Regions from separate parts of the Mus musculus genome. Here region 1 is linked to region 2. The links are chromatin contacts, called in public Hi-C maps. All regions are on one chromosome and are shown on one strand. The core of a region is the stretch at or near the end of the contact, and the rest is flanking DNA. Distances in the headings are between cores, read along the strand shown.

What was found. A called contact is a pair of places that touch in the nucleus more often than the background predicts.
Region 1: a Hi-C map of bone marrow-derived macrophages shows a contact between it and region 2, with 24 read pairs. The contact joins two enhancer-like sites. A contact is called at or near these places in 1 of 39 promoter capture datasets (liver), 2 of 484 Hi-C or Micro-C datasets (bone marrow-derived macrophages and embryonic stem cells), 2 of 115 datasets of contacts at active chromatin or transcription factors (bone marrow-derived macrophages and embryonic stem cells) and 1 of 9 other capture datasets (adipose tissue).

Annotation. Positions count from the first base shown.
Region 1 is chr2:160,331,702-160,337,204 of GRCm38.p6, forward strand. It overlaps Gm46773 and a transcript of Gm826 not described here. Among named protein-coding and RNA genes, the nearest start is that of Gm826, 7.0 kb to the left of the region's middle. Within about 2 kb of position 3,555, at least 34 of the 459 cell types and tissues checked have an H3K27ac peak or open chromatin away from gene starts, as enhancers often do. A contact at or near this core is called in adipose tissue and bone marrow-derived macrophages, where this site is marked.
Region 2 is chr2:160,064,620-160,070,326 of GRCm38.p6, forward strand. No RefSeq gene overlaps it. Among named protein-coding and RNA genes, the nearest start is that of 9130015L21Rik, 51 kb to the left of the region's middle. Within about 2 kb of position 4,337, at least 41 of the 459 cell types and tissues checked have an H3K27ac peak or open chromatin away from gene starts, as enhancers often do. A contact at or near this core is called in adipose tissue and bone marrow-derived macrophages, where this site is marked.

The DNA.
Region 1 (5,503 bases), core at 2,305-4,804, 270 kb after region 2:
ACACTCTTGCAGGGAAGGAAAGATACAGGAAGAAAGAAACCATAGGCCCAGTGAAGGCCCAGAAAGGGAGGTAAACGTCCACAGGGGTGCTGTGCCCCAGATCGGTGCAGAGTTGAGCAAGTGGCACAGAAAGCTTGCACCAAACAAGTTCCTGAGCATCTAACAGGGAGGACCAAGGAAAAAGTGAGCTGATACATTGGAAAGGGCTCCTGGTCCTGAGGAGGCCAAAGAAGGGAGATCAAAGGGATGCAGGGACAGCTAGGATATCAAAGTATCAGGGGACAGAACAGATGGCTGATCTAGTGGCATCTTCGCCCTCCCTGAGGGAATCCATTAGTGGGCTGGTCCTGAGCAACACCACATGCATGCCCCTCTCCACTGACCTGTGTGCCACCAGAACACTCTGTAGGTGAAGAAGCAGAAGTTCAGCCAGGTGAAGTGACCTGCCCTGGGCACGGTGATTAGCAGAAGTCGGTATCAAGCCAAATGCTAACACTAACTCCATGCCACTAACCATGGCATGGGGATATCAATAGCCTGAATGAACTGCTCCCTGTAAAAGGGAAAGACAGAGCAAAGGCCAATTCAAGTGAACACTGCTCCTGTCTGCAATTGAATCTCTGAACCCATTGGAGGTGGCGCTGTAAGCAAAACCAAATGGCATGCTGGGAAACCGGATGGTAGATGTGTGAAAATAAGTGCCCCCACCATTTGCGTTTGGGCCTTGGTTATACATCAATAACTACACCCCAGTACAGTCAGGTGGTCTACACACACAGTGAGCTTGGAGCAGAAGGACCAATCCCAGATCACAGTCCTTGATGTTAGGGGCACAAGCACTGCAGCCCTGAGCTGGGAGATCTCACCCCTCCTAAGAGCCTGTTCCCTGGATAGATTATAACCTGACCCAGCTACACGTTAGGGACCCTACAGCACCTACATATCCAGGACAGCTGCTCGTCACTCAGAGAGACACACACGGCCCGTGTTATCTCTCATGGCCATCAGCGGGGACACTGGAGGAACTTGCGTGTAGGTACAACACAATGATCCTGCTCTCTGGCACAGGAGGGAGGAGGCTGTTTGCCTTCCCAGGACATTTCATTTTGCCTGTGTTTGGCAAGACATATCTGATACACTGGCAGGCAGGCACATTGCTCACTGTGTCCCCACGGTGACACACCTTGCGTTTTATGACCAGAACAACCCGGGTACAAGATCAGCCCCAAGTTAAACCCCACCCCTCCCCCATCCCCCACCCCAGTGTGCTGTAGAACTGCAGGAACTCCCCACTTGCAACAGAGCTGGGGCAGACACCAGCAGTCTGTCCATCCAGCCATCTCTTTCATCAACATTTATAGCCGCCTACCTGCACCCAGCCCTGTGCTGGGCCCTGGAGATGCCAGGACACATAAGACACTGTTCCTTCTCCTTAGAACTCAAGGTCCAAAGGGCAAAACAGGAGATGTGATACCCTGAGGAGGGGCAGTGTGGCCAGGCAGGAACATTGGCAGTACACAGAACTGGGGTCAGATTCCAGCTCTGTTCCTTCCTCACGATTTAACCTTGGCAAGTCGCTTGTCCTCAGCAAACCTCAAACTTGTCCTGGTGTGATGAGGGTGATGGGGATACCAATTTCCTTGTGTTGCTGGAAAGATAGCACTCAGCACTGCTTGTAAAGCACTGTCCACCAGGGCTGGTACCCCAAGGCTTACCATGAGCACCAGCCAGTGTCATTATTCAAATGTGTATGATGCCTATCAGGCCTTGACGGGAAAGTTGGGCCAAGCAAGAGAACCCGTATCGGGAGCCCTCTGTGGATGTCAGAGGCAAGATTTCATCACTCACTCGCTCAGCAAATGTTCCTTGAGAGTCCTCAAAGTGCCGAGGCCAGCACGAGGGGTAAGGTTATCCCACAAGAGGGTGCGGTAAAAAAGACGCGGACGTGGCCATAGAGTTGGGTAGCTGGGAAGGGAGTTACCCTGAGAACAGACCAAGCACCAACCAAGCGAGGGCTGTAAGATCTGTAAGAAAGGTGGCACGGAGGAAGGCAAAGGAAGCAATCCTTTGCCAGCTGGAGAGGTCAAGAAAGGCTTCCAGGAGGAGGAGGAGAGGTTAGCATAGTACTTCAAGCATGAGAAAGTACTGTGGCGCCCCCTTTTTAAGTCCAAGCAAGGGGTGTATTCTCTAATAACAGATACCTTGATACCTTCAATGTCACAAGAAGAGAGGCCACCAGCAGATTTTCCTTGTTGCTTATCCAGAATACAGATACACGCGTGTTCCAGGAGCTGTGTTACCAGGAATCAGAGCAGCCTTCAAGAAGCTCACCTCAAGGTCAGCCTGAGAGGAAAGAGGCAGAAAGGCCTTCGAAGGGGCCTTCTGAGCACAAGCAGGGAGTCGCACAGGGCAGACTAAAGGCACAAGGATTCCGGCCTGGAGAGGCCAGTGAGGTCAAAGCAAAAGAGAACAGAACATGCCCAGGCTCCCAGCTAACCTTTAGCCCACAAGGACAGCTTCCACTAATCTCAGCAGCCAAAGCCAAGTTGGGAACCTGGGTCTGCCTGTTCCCAACACTTGGACACTGTGTCAGATCCACCAGAGGTGTTCTGGGTCTCTGCTGGGGTTTGAAAAATTCTCAACACACATCCCCACCTCAGATGCCCTCAGTGTTCTTGCCTGAGCCATGCCAAGCCCCCTTCCCTGAGGTGTGTGGCTGCTCTAGGCTTCACTCCACACCCACATCCCAATGCAGACACCCACACACCATGGCCCAGCCCCTGCCTCATCCTTTGGCTTATCTGTCCCATATTTACAGCTGTCACCAGGACCTACTGTTAAGTTGCCTGCCCGCCCGGGGAAGCCCTTGGCTGACATCCATCCCAGGAAGCCGTATTAGCAACTTCATTCACCAGGGTCAGTCTGGACTCCCATTGTGTGCTGTAAAATCATTTGTTTACTTCAGCTTTGGAGGCAGCCCTGCTTTAGGACGACAATTATTACTGTCTGGCAGGGCAGACAGTGCACATGCCTTTTGCAGACACATAGCCATGGTACTTTTTGCACATTGTAACAAAAGACTTGCCTTACCAATACCACCCAGAAAATACCCGATACTATTCCAATCGGAGTGTGAACTCACTGGAACACATGTGACACAGATACATATGCACAGATATATGTGTACATTTGAACTAACAAAAAGGAAAGTGAGTTAAATTAAAAAGAAATCACAACCTACGTAGCAAGCTAAACAACAAACAGTAATACTCAAGGCTCGTAAGGTGGTGTGGAAATTTCTAGACAGATAAGCTTTGCTAGAAGCAAAGTAAACAAGAGCCTTTATGGAAGGTAAATTGGAAAATATGTATCATGGACCACAAAAAGTGTTCCTTTCCCCAAGACCCACCAACTCTGCTTCTGTGAATTTATCTGAAGCAAATGAAACAAAAAAGGAGACATATTCTGTGTTCATAAAGAGGTGTCTACCAGAACCTTAAGCTGGGGGAAAATGAAAGCAAAACTCAGTGGCAGTTTGATGACATCACAGGAAACCATTAACGGGATAATGGTTCATCTGGAATGGGGAACAGGGCACTGTGGCACTGTGGCACTGTGGTCCAGACCAGCATGGATGAGCTGGGTCCTTGCTGCACTGCTAGGCTGCCAACCTCATGAGACAGGGTTGATCCCCCACCCTCTGTCTTCCAAACATTCAGTTGGGTTCTATGTTGTTTTTATAGTTTCTTTTAATTAGAGCTAACAAATGATTGTGCTTTGCCAAAGAACTACAAACAGAGCTTAATTAGCCAGAGCGGCTTTCACAAGACCCTCCGTCTGTCTGGGTCTTGTTTCCATCTTCTTTAAGATCATCTATCCCATAAACGGAGTGTGGGAAGTAGCCCTGGGAAGGCTTTGTATGTCTTTGTACATCTTTAAAACAAGGGTAAGGAGGAATGGCATAGTCAAAATACTGACTTCATGGCTGTTACGTATTAACACCTATCCATTAAGTCTGGTGCTCCCAACTAACCTGCAATGGGTGTTGTCATCCCATTGCAGAGATGAGAAAACTGAGGCTTCCTGAGCAAAAGGAACTTTTTCCAGGAGAGATACAGAGGGTGGGAAGAGGAGAATTCAAATACAAATCTTTCCAGCTCTAGTCTCCGTTGTTCATGAAGTTTTCAAGCCACATGGATTGTCTTTCTCAAATGGGTTTAAGTGAAGAAGGTAGAGGACATGACAAGAAGGAAACCCCAGGCAGCCTATTCAAAATGCCTGGGAAGCACTTCTGCCTTGGAAGAACATAGCTTTCTTCACCATGCAGAACCCACTGAGACCAAGAACTCCAAAAGAAAGCATCCACTGTACCAAGAACCTACCTCAGCAACCACAGAAACAAACCCTGAGAAAAAAAAACTAGGACCAGAGTATTGGTGACTGGCTTGTGGCAACATTGAGCTCCATCCTTAGATGCCTGTAAATGGACCTGCTCTGGGACACGTTATGGGGACCTTGGGTGTCTGGGTGTCCCATTCCCTCACTTGCAGCTAGGCCAGCACTCTGGCTCCTGTCCACAGCACACTCCCCACATATCTTCAGACTCCCAGCCCTGGGCCTCTTTAAGCCTATAATTACCCACAGTGCCCGACTTTATGGGTTCCTAAGAGGGAAGACCAGTAGCAAGAAGAAGTTCCTTGAAGGAGAACTGGCCCAACACACTCTCTTCCTTCCTGCCCAGAAGGAGCTTCTAGAGCATGCTCAGCTGAACCCAGCAAACGCCGTCTTGGCTTCTAAATCTTTCACAAACTTCCCTAGCCTCGAGTCTTCCGTGTCTGCCCAAGGTGCTAAGGTGAAGCACAGATTGTCCTCTGTAGCTCCTATGGTCAGCCTCAGCTTCACAATTTCACCCCACTCCACCACACTTGGATGCACTGAGTCTTCACGTTCCTCCGGACTAACTTCCCCTGAGCATCTGTCTCTCTGCTCTCCATCCCTGTCTCCCCTTCCACCGGCTGACTCCCACGCACTCTGAGGACTTACTTTAGATTCTTTTGAGGGTCGATTTTGCCCCCATCTCTGACTCACAGACCTTGTATGGTTAGTTTCACTTTTGACTTGACACAAGGTAGGGTCATTTGGGAAGAAGAAATCTGAATTAAGAAACTCTGCCTCTATAGGATTAACAGTGAGTCGTAGAGCATTTTCTTGATTGAACTTTGATGTGGGAGGACCAGCCCATTTTGGGCAGTGCTACCCCTGGGCAGGTGGTCCTGGGATATATAAGAAAACAAACTGAATGCACCAGGAGGAACAAGCCAGTAGGCAGCACTCCCCCCATAGCCTCTGCATCAGCTTTAGGTCCCTGCTCTGTTTGAGATCCTGCCCTGACTCCTTCAGTGATGGACTGTGATGCCGAACCATAAGCTAAAATAAGCCCCTTCCTCCCCAAGTTGCTTTTGATCATGGTGTTTTATCACAGTAATAGAAGCCTTAAGACAGA
Region 2 (5,707 bases), core at 3,087-5,586:
TATTAGTGACTACGCTGACCTTGTGTTCTGTTTGCTCTCTAGACCTGTGTTACTGGCTATACCTAGTGACTTCCATCTTTTACTCCCAAGTTATCCAGTCACATGTTTCTACCCCTTTTCTATGCATTTGTTTGTTATTTTAAGATTTTACATATAAGGGGGGGGTGGTCCTGTTATATGTGTCTTTCTATATCTGGCCTGCATTATTTAGCATGTCCTCTAGGCTCCTCCATGCTGTAAATGACAGGATTTCTTTCTTTTATAAGGATGACTAACAATGCATTATCCACAGATAGCTACACTACATTCTCTTAACCCATTCATCTATTGATGTATATTTATGCTGTTTGAATACCTTGGGTATTGTGAGTCATGCTACAGTAAACATGTGGGATCAGATATTTTTATGTGCTGCTGACTTAATATTCATTGGGGCCACACCAAGCAGAGGTTTTGCTGGATATATAGTAGTCCTGCCTTTTACATCTTTAGAGATTTTCATATTTTTTTCTATAATGTTGTACCTACCTACATGGGCACCAATAGTGGACAAATGTTTCTTTTTTTCCCTGTCTTTGCCAGCCTTGCTTATCCTTACCTTTTTGATGATAGTGGCACCACACTAAGAGATATGAGAGGGTATCCTGTTGAGGCTTCTGTTTACATTTCTCTCACAGTTCAAGCTACAACTGCTTAATAAAGTATCCAGGCAATCCAAAGTCCGCGGGAGTCTGAGTAGCCCTTATTATATAATATGGATGTCAACCTAGGACTGAAGTCAACCTTCTTCTCTACCTTCAACTTCCTCACATGCCCTTGAAATGACACTTTTGTCATTTGGCCCTTTGGCCATAAGCCCTCTCTACTTATCACTAAGAAATGCCTGCCCTTCTTTCCTGGCAACTTGCTTAGCATACCTCTAGAAAGCCTCCCTTGGCTTTGAAAGGCTGACCAGTGTTTGTGCTCCCTCTGTGTCCCTAAAAGCCATTTGTTTGTCATTATATGACATAGCCTCACTTCTTCACTGGTGTCAGAGCATCCCGAGCCACCCAGGCCAGGTCTTCTGCTCTAGATTGTATAGGAGGGGGTTGGGGGGGGATAGGTAAGGAAGGAAAAACTAACAATGAATGAGGCTAATGTCTCCATCCAGAATTTGCAGGTGAGGATAACAAAGCTTGCAAAAAATAGTAGTGATGCACTCACTGTGCTTCTGATTAATGGCAGAGCTGGACTTCAGCCTCTAGCCCTTCTGACTGCAGAGGTATTGTTAAAGGTATCACACTGAGAGCTTCAGACAATGGTCATTAAGCAGCTGATGATGAACCAAAGATGCACTTCTACAGCTGGGCCTCTCCAGTCCCTTTGGTCCCCTCTCTCTTGCAGCACATGCATTCCTCTGAGCCACGCCTTCTATCTGGAGTGACCCTGGTCTGAACCCCCGCAGTATCATGTTTGGGATCCATTCACCACTTAAATTTGCAGGCTTGCTTTCCACTTCCACAGAAACATAGTCAGAAATGACCCTGCACCAAACACCCATCAGAAACCTGTGTGCAATCTGTCTTTATTACTACGAAGAAAGGTTGTCCTGCGAGGCACGGAGCAGGAGGTGGGGGAAGGAGAAATTAATTGAATGTCAAGTTTCAATTGTTGAGTCACTAATCTAATCGGTGACAACTTTAGCCTTTTCGATGTACAGCTTAGCTTTCCAAAAAAAAATTAGAAATATCCTCTTTTCCAAAAAGCTATTGGAGAAGAGATAATTACCCCAATACAATCTGGGCTTATTCTCAGAGTTGTGAGCTCTTTTTTTCTTTTTTTTTTTCCTTTTAAACACGACAACATTTCCTACATGTGTTCAATGAAGCTGAAAATGCTATTTTGATAATGGGCCCACAGAACGTTTAACAGGCCGGGATGACAATGTGAGACTTTCTTGGGGAAACAGGAAGCAATGGAAAGCTATAATAGGAGTCATTAGTGGGGACTTGGGAGTCTGCTGGAGACACTGGTGCAATTCTCAGCTTTACTGTTTTCTTAATAAGGCTCTTTGGAGATCAGATTCAAAGTGTCATGTCACCAAACCCCAGGCCCTGAGCCCTGTCCCTGCATTCAATCAGAGCCTCCCCGTTGTCCAGATAGAAGCCCCCTTCTACAACCCCTCCCCTCAGTCAGCCAATGTTGCCTGAATTCCTACCATAGTGCAGTTTCCCTCTGAGCTACTGACAGTGAGCTAAAAATAACCTTTGTCCCTATACTCCCCAGCCCAGAAGAAGACAGACAAAAAGGAGAGAGTTGGTGGGGTTTTGTTTTGTTTTGTTTTGTTTTGGAGTTGGGTTCTGTGTGAACTGGTAGCACATGCTCTGTGGGAGTAGAGACTACGGAGCAGTCAAGTCCATGGTCTTGAAAGATGAGTAGGGTTTCCCCAGTGTGAGAAACTGAGACTCCTTCATCTGGCTTCATGCCCACTCTTGCCTCTGAACTGAGGCCAGAAAGACGGAATCACATGCTCAACCTTGGAAATGAGAGTGAAGTCCAAGCTCTGGAAATTCACTGACTGAAAATAGTTCACTAAGGAGAAGGCAGAGCCATTCTATTAAGCAGAGTGAACAGAGCAGAGGACGGGCAGGAGAAAATGGGATCTGTATACCAAGCTGGTTAGCTCTTAGAGCTGTCAGCAGAAGCCAGACCAGCTCTGAAGCCTCCTTGACACCTAGAACTGAGCCCCAAAGGGAGTTACTCCCAGCAGAGTCAGTCTCCACCAGCCTTGGTTTCCTAAATCAAAGCCAGTTCTCTTCTAGACAAAGGGGAGCAAGCATGTCTTTCAAGACCTTGGTTCTCTTAGAGGACAGGGAGGTAAAAATTACTTTAATCTTTCTTTCTGGTCTCTGGAATAATGAGGAAGAAGACAACCAGAAGCTGGGCATCTGTAAAAACTAAGGCACAGCCTTCTTCAGACAAGGTAACCATGCTAAGTAAGCGGCCAAGGTTCAAAGAACTGATAAGTGATTGCCTATATGGTGAGTTAACATACTTAAGTACTCTCACACACAAATAACGTAATATTCCACAGACAAAGATGTAAATAAGGTTGATGTCTGAGAAAGTTTGTGGTCCTAAGAAGCAAATTCCAAATTAGCTTTAAGACTGAGAAAAGAAACGGTAACTATGAAGTCCAGGAGTGACCATAGAACTGATAAGATTAAAAGTATTCTCAATGAGGAAAGAAGAGGCAGTCCGAGTGGTCCCCAGCTAGCAAAGCCCTATGACAGGTACAGTCACATAGAGAATGGGATGCTCTTGTCCCTTTAATTGATGTCCTAGTCCTGGAAGCCGCCTCCACCCAAGTTCAGCAAAAGCACACGGCTGAGTTTTCCTTGTGGTTGCTTTGGTTTGGCATGTCAGTTAATTTTGTTTGGTGGAAAAAAAAAACACGAAGTGGCTGGTTCTGACGTCGAAATCTGTGCGGTTCAAAACAATGATCGCATGGTAGGGAGCAGGCGGCTGTGAGTCAGAGAGATTATGGAAATGCAGCAAGATGTTGTGAAGGAACACGGAACTGGGGACACTTGAGGGCACCTATCCCAATCTCAGCAGCCTGTGCTCCTCAACATTTGAGTCACACAAGGCAAACATCAAAAAAAAAATGTAAATAAATTATTTCAAAAAGCTCTTTGAAGTAGTAATTAGCATCATTTGAAAAAAATCTGCTCAATTTTACCTTTTGATTTTCAAGTAGCCTTTTAGCTTTGTGCATGTAACTAGTGCCTCCCCAATACCTTTATTATACATAGAAAATTCTTTCTATGTTATGTTGTCCTCATTTTCATCGTGATGGGGTTTCTGCAACAGCATTTGGTAGAAGCCGTGAAGGAACACTTCTGTCCTAAGTCGGAAGTGTTGGTGTCTGTCCTTAAGTCCCGTGAAAATGGAAACAAATACTAATGAAGAGTTCACAGTTGAAGATGAAGAGAATAAACGGAGCCTGGCACCTGAGAAGAGAGCAAAGTTCTGCCATCACAGTATGTGGTGCTGACGTCGCATCTCCTGAGCTCCACGGATATGAGAATTCTACTCATCCCATTTTTTCTTCTCTATGTTCCCAAGAATCTGGAGACGTGGCTGGCAAAGCACACAGGTATTGTCTAGAACTCTGTGGATGAAGTTGCACCATTCATAGCGATGAAGATTCCATCAAAAGGCAGAGCAGATTCTCCAAGTCACAGAATCCCAGGGCCAAACTAAGGATTCAACTGAATTTGACTGCACAGTTCCCTGATCTTCAGAAGGCACTGATCTTTCTTCCTCCTTAGAGAGCTGGGCTTCCTGTTTCCTTGGTCCCGACTTGCTGCCTGCAGTGATAGAATCCTCAGCCCGTTGCAACACTTAAAGCAGTGGTTTCCCACAGTGAGGAGAGGTATGATTGCACTTGGAGTTAGATAAATGTGTAGGACGTGGATGTCTGCTCATTTAACTTGTGCCTATTGCATGACTAATCCCTCTTGGGAGCACCACTTTGGTGGTCAATTCAGACCTCTATAGATGCCTTTTACCTTAGGTTGTATGTTCTTTGACATGCATGAAAGAGCTAAAATTTCCTGAGAAATTGTGATACCCTAGAAACCTTTAACAACTGACAGTCAGGTAAAGTTCAGGCACTTACCTGCACTGAGCCAGGACACCTGTGTGCTTCTGTCTCCATCCCATTTCACCAGGCCTTACACTCAGGAGCAGTTGGCCAACACAAGATGGACTCCATGGGTTTCTTTTACTGATACGGTTGGAGGTAGAGGTGGTTTAGTAGGTTGCTTTTTCTGCTTCTTTTGGGTTTTTTTTTTTAGTTTGTTTTGTTTGTTTATTTGTTTGTTCAGGGACTGTGTGTGTGTGTGTGTGTGTGTGTGTGTGTGTGTGTGTGTATCTTTTAATGAATTAAAAACAGACTCTTCTCCCCAAAGGATACATTCCAACTACAGTTCCCCTCCCTCTACTCCTCTCAGCTCTGCCTCCTACCTCCCCTTGCCCCCAGATCTACTCCTCGTCCATTTCCCTTCAGAAAGAACCAAGCCATCAAGAGAGACCAATCAAACACAACAATTGTTAGTTCATGTAAAGAGAAAGAGAGAGAACATGATGTTGGGGTGGACAGGGAAGAGAGAGCCTATGAGAAGGATTGGGGAAGGGAAAAGAATATAATTAAAATGTGTTGTATAAAATATTTTAGTTAACATGATTCTTAAAAAATAGATTGATATGAATTTACCCTCTGCCAGACCTTGCCTGCACCCTTTCTTTGCTTGGCTTTCCCCCCACTTTCTTGTCCTTCTCCATTTCCCTTCACTGGTTTACTGCAAATGATTTCATAGTTAAAGGTCTGATTCTGTGCAGTTTAACTCAAATAATATTTCCTTTGTTATTTATTCCCTACCCTACCCTACCTACCCAGACCTGGTCATATAAAGAACTAGATACAAGCACCCCAAACACAAAGGGCTAATCAATACATCTTAGGCTTTTATTCAAAGGAGGCTTTTTTCTACATCCAAAAACAACATAGATTTTGAGTTTGCTGTTATTGAAATAATTGGAGACCAGGGAGATCTGCCATTCTCTTCAAGAAAGGTCAAAGTTACCTTTGGGGATCATGCAGAACCGAAGCCATCTTGAAAAGCATCATAAGAAGTTCCCCCTCTATCTGGCCAACATAAAA